Regions from separate parts of the Anas platyrhynchos genome. Here region 2 is linked to region 1. The links are chromatin contacts, called in public Hi-C maps. All regions are on one chromosome and are shown on one strand. Each heading gives the region's core, a stretch centred on a gene start, on an enhancer-like site or on the middle of the called end of the contact. The rest is flanking DNA. Distances are from core to core; before and after follow the strand shown. Region 1 has its middle 83 kb from the start of KLF3. Region 2 has its middle 130 kb from the start of TBC1D1.

Evidence for each region. A called contact is a pair of places that touch in the nucleus more often than the background predicts.
Region 2: a Hi-C map of liver shows a contact between it and region 1, with 2.5 times the contacts expected there. The contact joins two enhancer-like sites. A contact is called at or near these places in 3 of 8 Hi-C or Micro-C datasets (liver, skeletal muscle and subcutaneous adipose tissue).

The regions. Positions count from the first base shown.
Region 1 is chr4:56,425,075-56,429,111 of IASCAAS_PekinDuck_T2T, forward strand. No RefSeq gene overlaps it. Among named protein-coding and RNA genes, the nearest start is that of KLF3, 83 kb to the left of the region's middle. Within about 2 kb of position 2,302, at least 7 of the 8 cell types and tissues checked have an H3K27ac peak or open chromatin away from gene starts, as enhancers often do.
Region 2 is chr4:56,480,455-56,484,460 of IASCAAS_PekinDuck_T2T, forward strand. No RefSeq gene overlaps it. Among named protein-coding and RNA genes, the nearest start is that of TBC1D1, 130 kb to the right of the region's middle. Within about 2 kb of position 1,552, at least 1 of the 8 cell types and tissues checked has an H3K27ac peak or open chromatin away from gene starts, as enhancers often do.

The DNA.
Region 1 (4,037 bases), core at 1,052-3,551:
TTCCACAGATTACATGGCCAAAAATATGAAACTTCCTTCTTCCTTCTCAGGGTATAAGCCAATCTCCAGGCACTGCCTTTCCCTGATGTCCTGCTTCTTCTGTAACGGTCTGCAGATGGGACAAATGTGAGTTCCTGAACATTTTTCACATTTTATGAGGCCAGGTGGGAGTATGGTGCACCAAATGTACCCAATTGGGCCTGAACAGTTCAACACTTAGAATTAATACTGTTTTCTTTATGTTTATGCACAGTGAGTGGTTGGGTGAGGATGATTTTGACTGTTCAAAAGTCTGTGTTGACTAGCCTGTAAAACACAAAATATAACTGGATAAATGGAATGATAGACTCACATATGCATGTTTTTTTTTGCTACAGGAAGTGCCTATTACAATGCAAAGAGAGACAGCTTAAGTAAGACACCATGTAGAGCAAGGCTATTGCACTTTCCCTGGAGCTCACAAGTTTTTAGTGAGAAGAGGAAGAAAAAAAAGTTAGTTCTACAGTGTTTTGTCTCAAGTTTGCACAATGCTAATGCAAATTCCGACCTACGCTAAGGCAAGGAAGTACATGACCTTGCCCAAGCAGGGAAGAGAGCATAGGATCACATCTCAAACCCTTGCTGGCCAAACACAAGGTGAGTCCTGTGGCTGATGGAGCGCAAAGACTACAGATACTTGGGGGAGCATAAAGCAGCTGGTTGAAAAGGGGATGGATGGATCATTATGCCTCCAAAGACAATCCAGTTTTGGTACCCTCTCTGAATTTATCACACCTTCCTGTGCCTGTGCCAGGTCTATACACAGCTGCACAACCCCAAGAAAGAGTCTGTGTGTCACCCCCAGAGGTCCCTTTTGGCCTTAACCATTCTGTGATACTGTGATACACCTTCCTTTTGCAGAGCTCGGCAGTTTGTGTAGGAAAGCTCTTGCATGCTTTCCAGTCCTTCCTGCTTGCTGTTGGTTTTCCATTACTCTGCTTCTGGATGGCCCTGAAAAACCACAAGAACTTCCTTTCTTGTAGCGTTTCATCACTTTGGCCTCAAAATGAAACTAACCAAAATGAAAAACAGCCAGATCAAAAACAAATCTAATAAACAAATAAACAAACAAAACCAAATCTTCAGAAATCCAGTTGATTTTAATTTTGTATCTGTTTTTAGCTAAACTGTGTGTTCATTTTTAGGTCCTTTCTTCCTTGTTGGTTTGTATATTCTTAGCAAGAAGAGTCACACTTGCTTTCAGCCCCCTACCAGTCTCTGATCTTTACTTCTGTTGTGCTGCCATTCAGCAATTACTTTGCTGCTATACTACTGCTTATGGTGGGAGGCCACAGGTCTGGTGATTTATGACTGAAACTCCAGGGTTTTTTGGTCAGCACCTAGTAAAAAAAATATTATTTGTTTCTTTTCATTTAGGCTCTGAAATATTTTTGTCACTTAGGCTGATTTTAACATGAAGAGTTTTTCTAAAATCACTGAAAGGCTTTGCGGAACCACTGCCCCACTAATCACAGTTTATATTTTAAGGCCAAGTAAAAGATCAGTCCTAAAAACTTCACTTGAAGGGAAGTGAATACGATCAATCAATAATTAACACTGCTTGCTTCTACTGAGTCCAAATTCCTGCATGTAGACTAGCTCTGCTTCTCTTAGTGCGACAGGTTTGTCAGCTTCATTTTCAGTTTAACCTGCCCAGGAAGTGGTAGCAGCACACTTACAGGTGAGGCTTTGCAGTTTTCGTGTCATGGGTACCCTTTGCTTGTGGTGCTAATTTATACACCAAGCACACAGCTGGAAGTTACTCACAGAAAGCAGGAGTTTCAGAGCAGGACTGTTAGGATGAGCCTCTGGATAATTTATTTTAATATAGATTATTGAAGAGTAAACTGTTCTGTGCAAAGGAAATGTGTCTGGGGGCATGAAGGAGGAGGTAAATGACCGTGTGCAAGTAAAGGACAAGTGACTGGAGGCTGGGGAATCAAAGTGGATTTATCCAAAGGAAAAAAACCTGACAGGTTTCACTACAAATTCTTCCCACACTGCTCCCCGCCATGAACTCCAGCCTCACATGAATGAACCACCAAACCTAGGGCTGGGAGGCAGCCAGATCTCCTCGGAGCTGGGCCTCCCCTGGCAGGACGAGCGAGACCCACAGGAGCTGGGCCCTGTGCAGTGGACGGCTGCCAGCAGAGGTCCGAGCTGGGCCTTCCAAACCCAGCTCAGGCAGGCCCTCCAGAGGGACTCCAATCCCAGCCCCACCGTGAAAGGAGAGCACTCTGGGCCGCACAGCTCCTAATCTCTCTCTGTTTTATGTTTTTAGCCTCTTTGTTTTTCTTGTCCTGCTGCCAGCGGGTCAGACAGTGTGCACAGTCAAGAAGCAGCTGCCTGCTGAAGCTCTGAAGTTCACGTCATGCAGGCAGGGCTGCTGGGGGAGAGCAAGCGAGGGGGTGAGATTAGGTGAAACATTAGCCACGTCCTCTTGGCTTCCCTCCAGAGCCTTTCAATTATTTCTTTATGTGCTTTTGGTGCTGTGCTTGTTTGGCATTTAAAAGGTATGCTCAGAGAGGATTTCACAACGAGCTGCCATTTTACAGTTCAAAACAGATGCAAGCTTATCACCCCCTGGAAATTATGTCTCCACAAACCCCTTCCTTTCCCGTTCCTCAGGGCTTACAGCAAAGCCACCTCCAGCAGATCAGTCATGAGGACTGTGTAACAGGCTAAAAATAATGCTAGTTATAAAAGTCTGGAAGCTGTTGTTCATTTTGGGATTTGAAGATCCAAATGTCCATCAATACCAAGGACTCTAGTAGGTGGACAGTAGTAGATAGTCTTCTAAGATGGTTAATGTGACTTGCTATCCACCTACCTCAATGCCAGTTGCCAAACTGAGCCTTCTTAACTTCCCAGGATGCAGGGAAGAGGCAAATCATCATAACAGTTCTTCAGAAGCACAGTTTCATCCTAGATCTAGAAAAATAGGGTTGGAAGGCAAAATGAACTGCACCTATATTGCTCCTGACAGATGCTTGTCTAACCAGTTCTTAAGGACTTGATATAGACTCCACCAGTGCCCGAGGCAGCCTGTTCCAGTGCTTCATTTTCCTTCCTATCAGGGAGCTTTTCTTTATTCAGATGGGAGCATGGGCGAGATTCCTTATCTACCTGTCCAGCCACAGGTAGGTGGAGCTGCGTGTTGCACCACTATCCGTGACTTGTGCAGTGTCCTAAAGACAGTATTCCCTTCAGGCCAGGGTGGGGATGATGAGAGGAATACTGTGATACAGCCTGGAGTGCAAATTCAGATGGCTGAAATACATCTTCTCCCCAGGATAAACAACAGAGAAGTCAGAGAAGTAAATACTGGCCTGAGCTTTCACAGTTTGTGTAAGCATCATAGGATTGTATCTTAATTTTGTGATGGGATTTACAAAATCATTGTCAAGGGAGGCTAGTGCACTTAATATGACTCTTACTGAGTGCTGTTCTTTAAAGGAGCATGAGATTTGAGTATTCAGGGATCAAATATTTTATGTTGAATCTGGTCTGGCTCTGTGACAAATTTTGTTGGCTGAACTGTTATGCTCATAATATGTTAACACTATAAAAGTGGGTAGACAATTTTTTATTTTATTTTATTTTTATGATAGGTAACATTCTGCCTTTAACTTTCAGGAAATTAGCACTGTGCTTTTTGTTTTTATTTCTGTTTTGGGCTGATTTCTCTTTTGGTCTCCTAGCAGACATCATGCAAAGAGTAGCTCGAGAAGAAAGACATACCTGCAATTTGACACAAGCATAGCTTGCCAAGAGAGGTCACTGCGGCATCCTCAGTGAATATGTTCACAAAGGGATGAGATAACATGCTCAGGAAAGTAGTCTGAGGGAGCATTGCCTGCCTCGTGGGTTTGGATCTTGCTCAGGACTCATAACCGCAGAAAAGAAGAAAACTCAGAGCTCATCTAACTATGGGAATAACCTTAATATCATGAGGTGTTTCAAAAAAAGCTACGTTTCTTTCTTTTTTAATATTAATT
Region 2 (4,006 bases), core at 302-2,801, 55 kb after region 1:
AGTGCTGTTTATACAGTGTCTAACACAAAGAGAGGCTCGTCTCTAAAAATGTAGGCACTCTGATAATAGTCACACAGTCTCAATAAAGGAAAACATGCCCCTCGGGATCACTGCTGAAGTACAGCAATGGAGAAGGTTTCTGAGGCCTTCAGTCTTTGGGGTCAGCACAAAAGGGCAGGCTGAACCGAGTTTCTCAAAACTCAGGGGAAAGTTCACAAGATTGCTGACTAACTACTGTCTTTTAACATCCAACTCTATATATTTTAGTTTGTTTTCACTCTTTGTCATTCTGGAGACCATGGGGAAGATTAGCCCCTGGTTTCTGAGGAAATTGGATTTAACTCTTTAAATATAGATATAGAAACCTGTGCTTGATCATCAGTTTTCTTTTCCAGTCATTTAACAGCAAGATGTTGACTTTAAATTCAGCAAAGTGGTTTTCTGAAAAAAAAAAAAAAAAAAAAAAAGAAAGAAAAAAAAAAAGTAAGAATCTGGTCCCATGCTTGAAGTTCAATTTTGAAATAATAACAGGCTGTTTTGTAATGGCAACAAAGCTGCACCAGGGGAGGTTCAGATTGGATATTAGGAAAAATTTCTTACTGTGAGGGTGGTTGGTGCTTTATGTCTCTTGGTGTTCAAGAGGCATTTGGATAATATCCTAAATAATATGCTTTGACTTTTGGTTAGCCCTGAGGTGGTCTGGCAGTTGGACTAAATCTTACTAGGCCCCTTCTAACTGAACTATTCTCTTCTGCTCTGTTCTATTCTATAAAAGTTGTACCATTTTGGGGGAGATGGATTAAGAAAATAATCCCCTGCCCCCAAATAAAAAATGTAATTAAAATGGCAGAAAAAGTAATTTGAATAAAGAAAATGGGATCCGACAAGTGAAAAGGCAATGACGCTGTAATATCTCTTTCCTTCACCAAGCTCACCCAGTCCGATGTTCAAACAAATCACGCAGGGGTGTGTTTGAAAGGGATTAGCACACTGAAGGTGTCTGACCCCAGGTCAGAAAACGAATGGCATGGCTTCAGGCACTCACCTTGGGATTAAGCAGCAACCTGCATGGATATGCCCTGCTGAAATGCTTCCAGATGATCTGGTTCACCAGGTCAAGGCGATGCCAGCTCCACACCCCACCCCGTGTCCCACCTGGCTCACCTGCCAGCAGCGTGCCTGTCCCCATGCTGCTGGCAGCGGACGCCTCAGACCAAGCCCGCTGACAGGCCCGAGCGTCATTCCATGCGAAGAAGCAAAGTAAACACCAACGTGGCGTGTTGAGAAAATCTGCTCTCCCTCGTGTCAGCACAAAAATCCCCACTGACGTCAGCACACACAGGATTAGGCCAGGGCTCAGTGCTTTCGACACCCGTCCTTGCAGATAAGGGACCAGGACACCCCTGTAGGCCTGGATCCGTTGTGTATGGATGCCAGCATGGAGACAGCAATGTAGCGATTGGTGTTGGCTGCAAAACACATCCGAGTACTTATCTGCCCCTCACCCCAGACATGCTTGGCAGCCTGTACTGAGTTAGAGACTGCCCTGGCCACACTTCCAGACCAGCCTGTTTGAAGCCAGCTTGGGTAAACCCACGCAGACAGCGGTAGCATGGGCATGCCCTTACTGTGGTAGAAGAGATACAGAAACCTGAGGGGAAGGACTGGGGCAGAGCAAGAGATGCTCTGATAACATGCAGAGTTTCAGCATCAATGCGTGATCCTGTCCTGGCTGATCTGTTTATTGCAGCATCCTTTATTTTTTTTTAAATGTTAACTCAGTTAATCCCCCTCCCAGCCGTCCCTTGCTGCCTCTGCTTCTACAGCTGTCTCACTGCAGCTGTCGCCCGCTGGGTTCAGCAGATCTTCATTTGCCTCCAAGCCAAACATGAAGCTGAGGAACAAACACAAACAGGGAGCTGCTGAGCTCGGTACTGTGGAAGGTGACATCCTAAAAGGTCCTAAAGGCCCTGCCATGCTTTCTTTGGTGGGAGAGCCTCTTCCTGGGAGATTCTTGAAGAAGAATCTCCCTTCTCCCTTCAGGAGAAGTTCAGGCCCTAAGCATTAAACAATATACCATGAATACTCATCTCACTTCATATCAGGGAAGTCCATTTTATCCAATAATTGCAATCCATTTTGATAGACATCCTACCTAAACATAAACAGTGAGCAAAGCTTTATTTCTGCAGCTTCCCACATAGCATGTCCTTACATTTTCTCCACAGTGGGCCAAACCACAGCTCCTTCAAGGGAAAAGACTTAAGAGGTTAGCTGGATCTGGTAGTGAGTTTCCACGTGTTTTCTTACAGTACACAGACAAAAGGCAGGTGTTATCTCTTCACTAGAGCTACCACAGGCTGTTCAGGATGGAAATAGTTGTTGGGGTAATGATATATGCCCGCTCCACCCTGCATTTGTCTCAGGGCAGGCCAGGATCTCCTGTCCCTCCTCCTCTCATCTTTCTCATGCCCTGAAGAGCACTCTCTAGCTGCCTTCTCTGCTCCCACATCTGACCTGAATCCTCGCCCTCCTTCCTTGATGTTTCTCCAGATCCCACACCCAGCACAAATGTCCTCTCGTCTCTTACACAACGTGTGGGAGGAGCTGTGGTCTGGCTGCAGACATCCCAGTCTTTCTCAGGCTGGAAGCGTCTCCACAAAGCATGCTTAGCTTTAGCTGAACCCTGTAGCGATATCTCATGAGAAATCTGATCATCACATGCGATGCTCTGGTGCAGTCACCCCTACAGAGGTAGTCCAGTGTTTCTGAGAAATGTCTGCCCAGGTGTTTGTCCAGAGAAGACTTGACCGCTCTCACCCACAAAATACACATAAGCTTTTCAGGCTTCACACAAGTAAGAAAAGCGGCATAAGTTACTGGTATAGCTTAACTGTACCGACAGTCCATGGAAATGACTACATGTGCAGTTTGTCAGCAGGAAGTAGTAAAAGCATTTTTGGATGAAATTGTCCCAAGAGCAAAAATAAGGACGCTGAGAAGGTGTGTAAGGGAATAGATGGGATGTAAGAAAGTTTATATAATTGTATGACACTGGAACATGAGAAGGCATCCTTTTACACAATATCACAAAGAAATTTCAACAAGGTACATACACAGTCCACACCAACCAGCTTCGGCCCAGAAGCTGTCATTACAACAGCTGGTACTGCCTGTCTGGCAAGGAGCTCTGTGAGACATAAAGTTTCTCTAATAATTAAGAACTCGCTCCTGCCAGCTGCTGAGCGTTCCCATCTTCTGTCCCCTTCAGCTGAAGACAAGGCAAGCCACATACACATGACAAGAAGCTTTGGGAGAATGACAGTCTTTGAGGGCCAAAATGTTCATCATAGATCAGGTTAAACATTTACATCTTAAAAAAAAAAAAAAAAAAAAAAGTGAGAAAACTACAAGACATTGAAAAATCTATAGCTCTGTGCACCAATATGTAAATCTTCTTGCCTCTCTCCTGATGCGGGTTTTAAAAATGTGCTGGATTGTGGAAAGCCATTCCAGGCTTGCAAAATGAAATTGTAATCTGTGGAATGGATCAATCCTGGTTGAATTGTTAAATACAAGAAGTCCAACCTCTACTGCTGCCTTAAATGAACCTTTGGGCATAAATCAGATAAGAAAAAAAAAGTCCACTGTTAGTGGAAGAAGGTATCTTGATTAAATACACGAAGGAAAAAGCTTATTTCTGCTTATTATAAGAGCATTATAAATGTTCTTCTCAAGAGTATTCCTGGGGAATCTGAGACAATCAATGGATATGTAATTTTGAAATGGCCATGTCAAACTCAGTATGCAGAAGCAATAAAAAGAGCATAATATAGTGTTAGGGCCATCTACCATATACAACGTCTTTGGGCACTCCAATCAATACCAACATTTAATAAACACTGAGAACACATTTGATCTGTGGAGAGTTGGGCCACTTAAAAGTTTGTTAAGAGCCTGGAATGCTTCTATGCTGTAACTGAGAAAGGAGATTTTTCTCAACTTA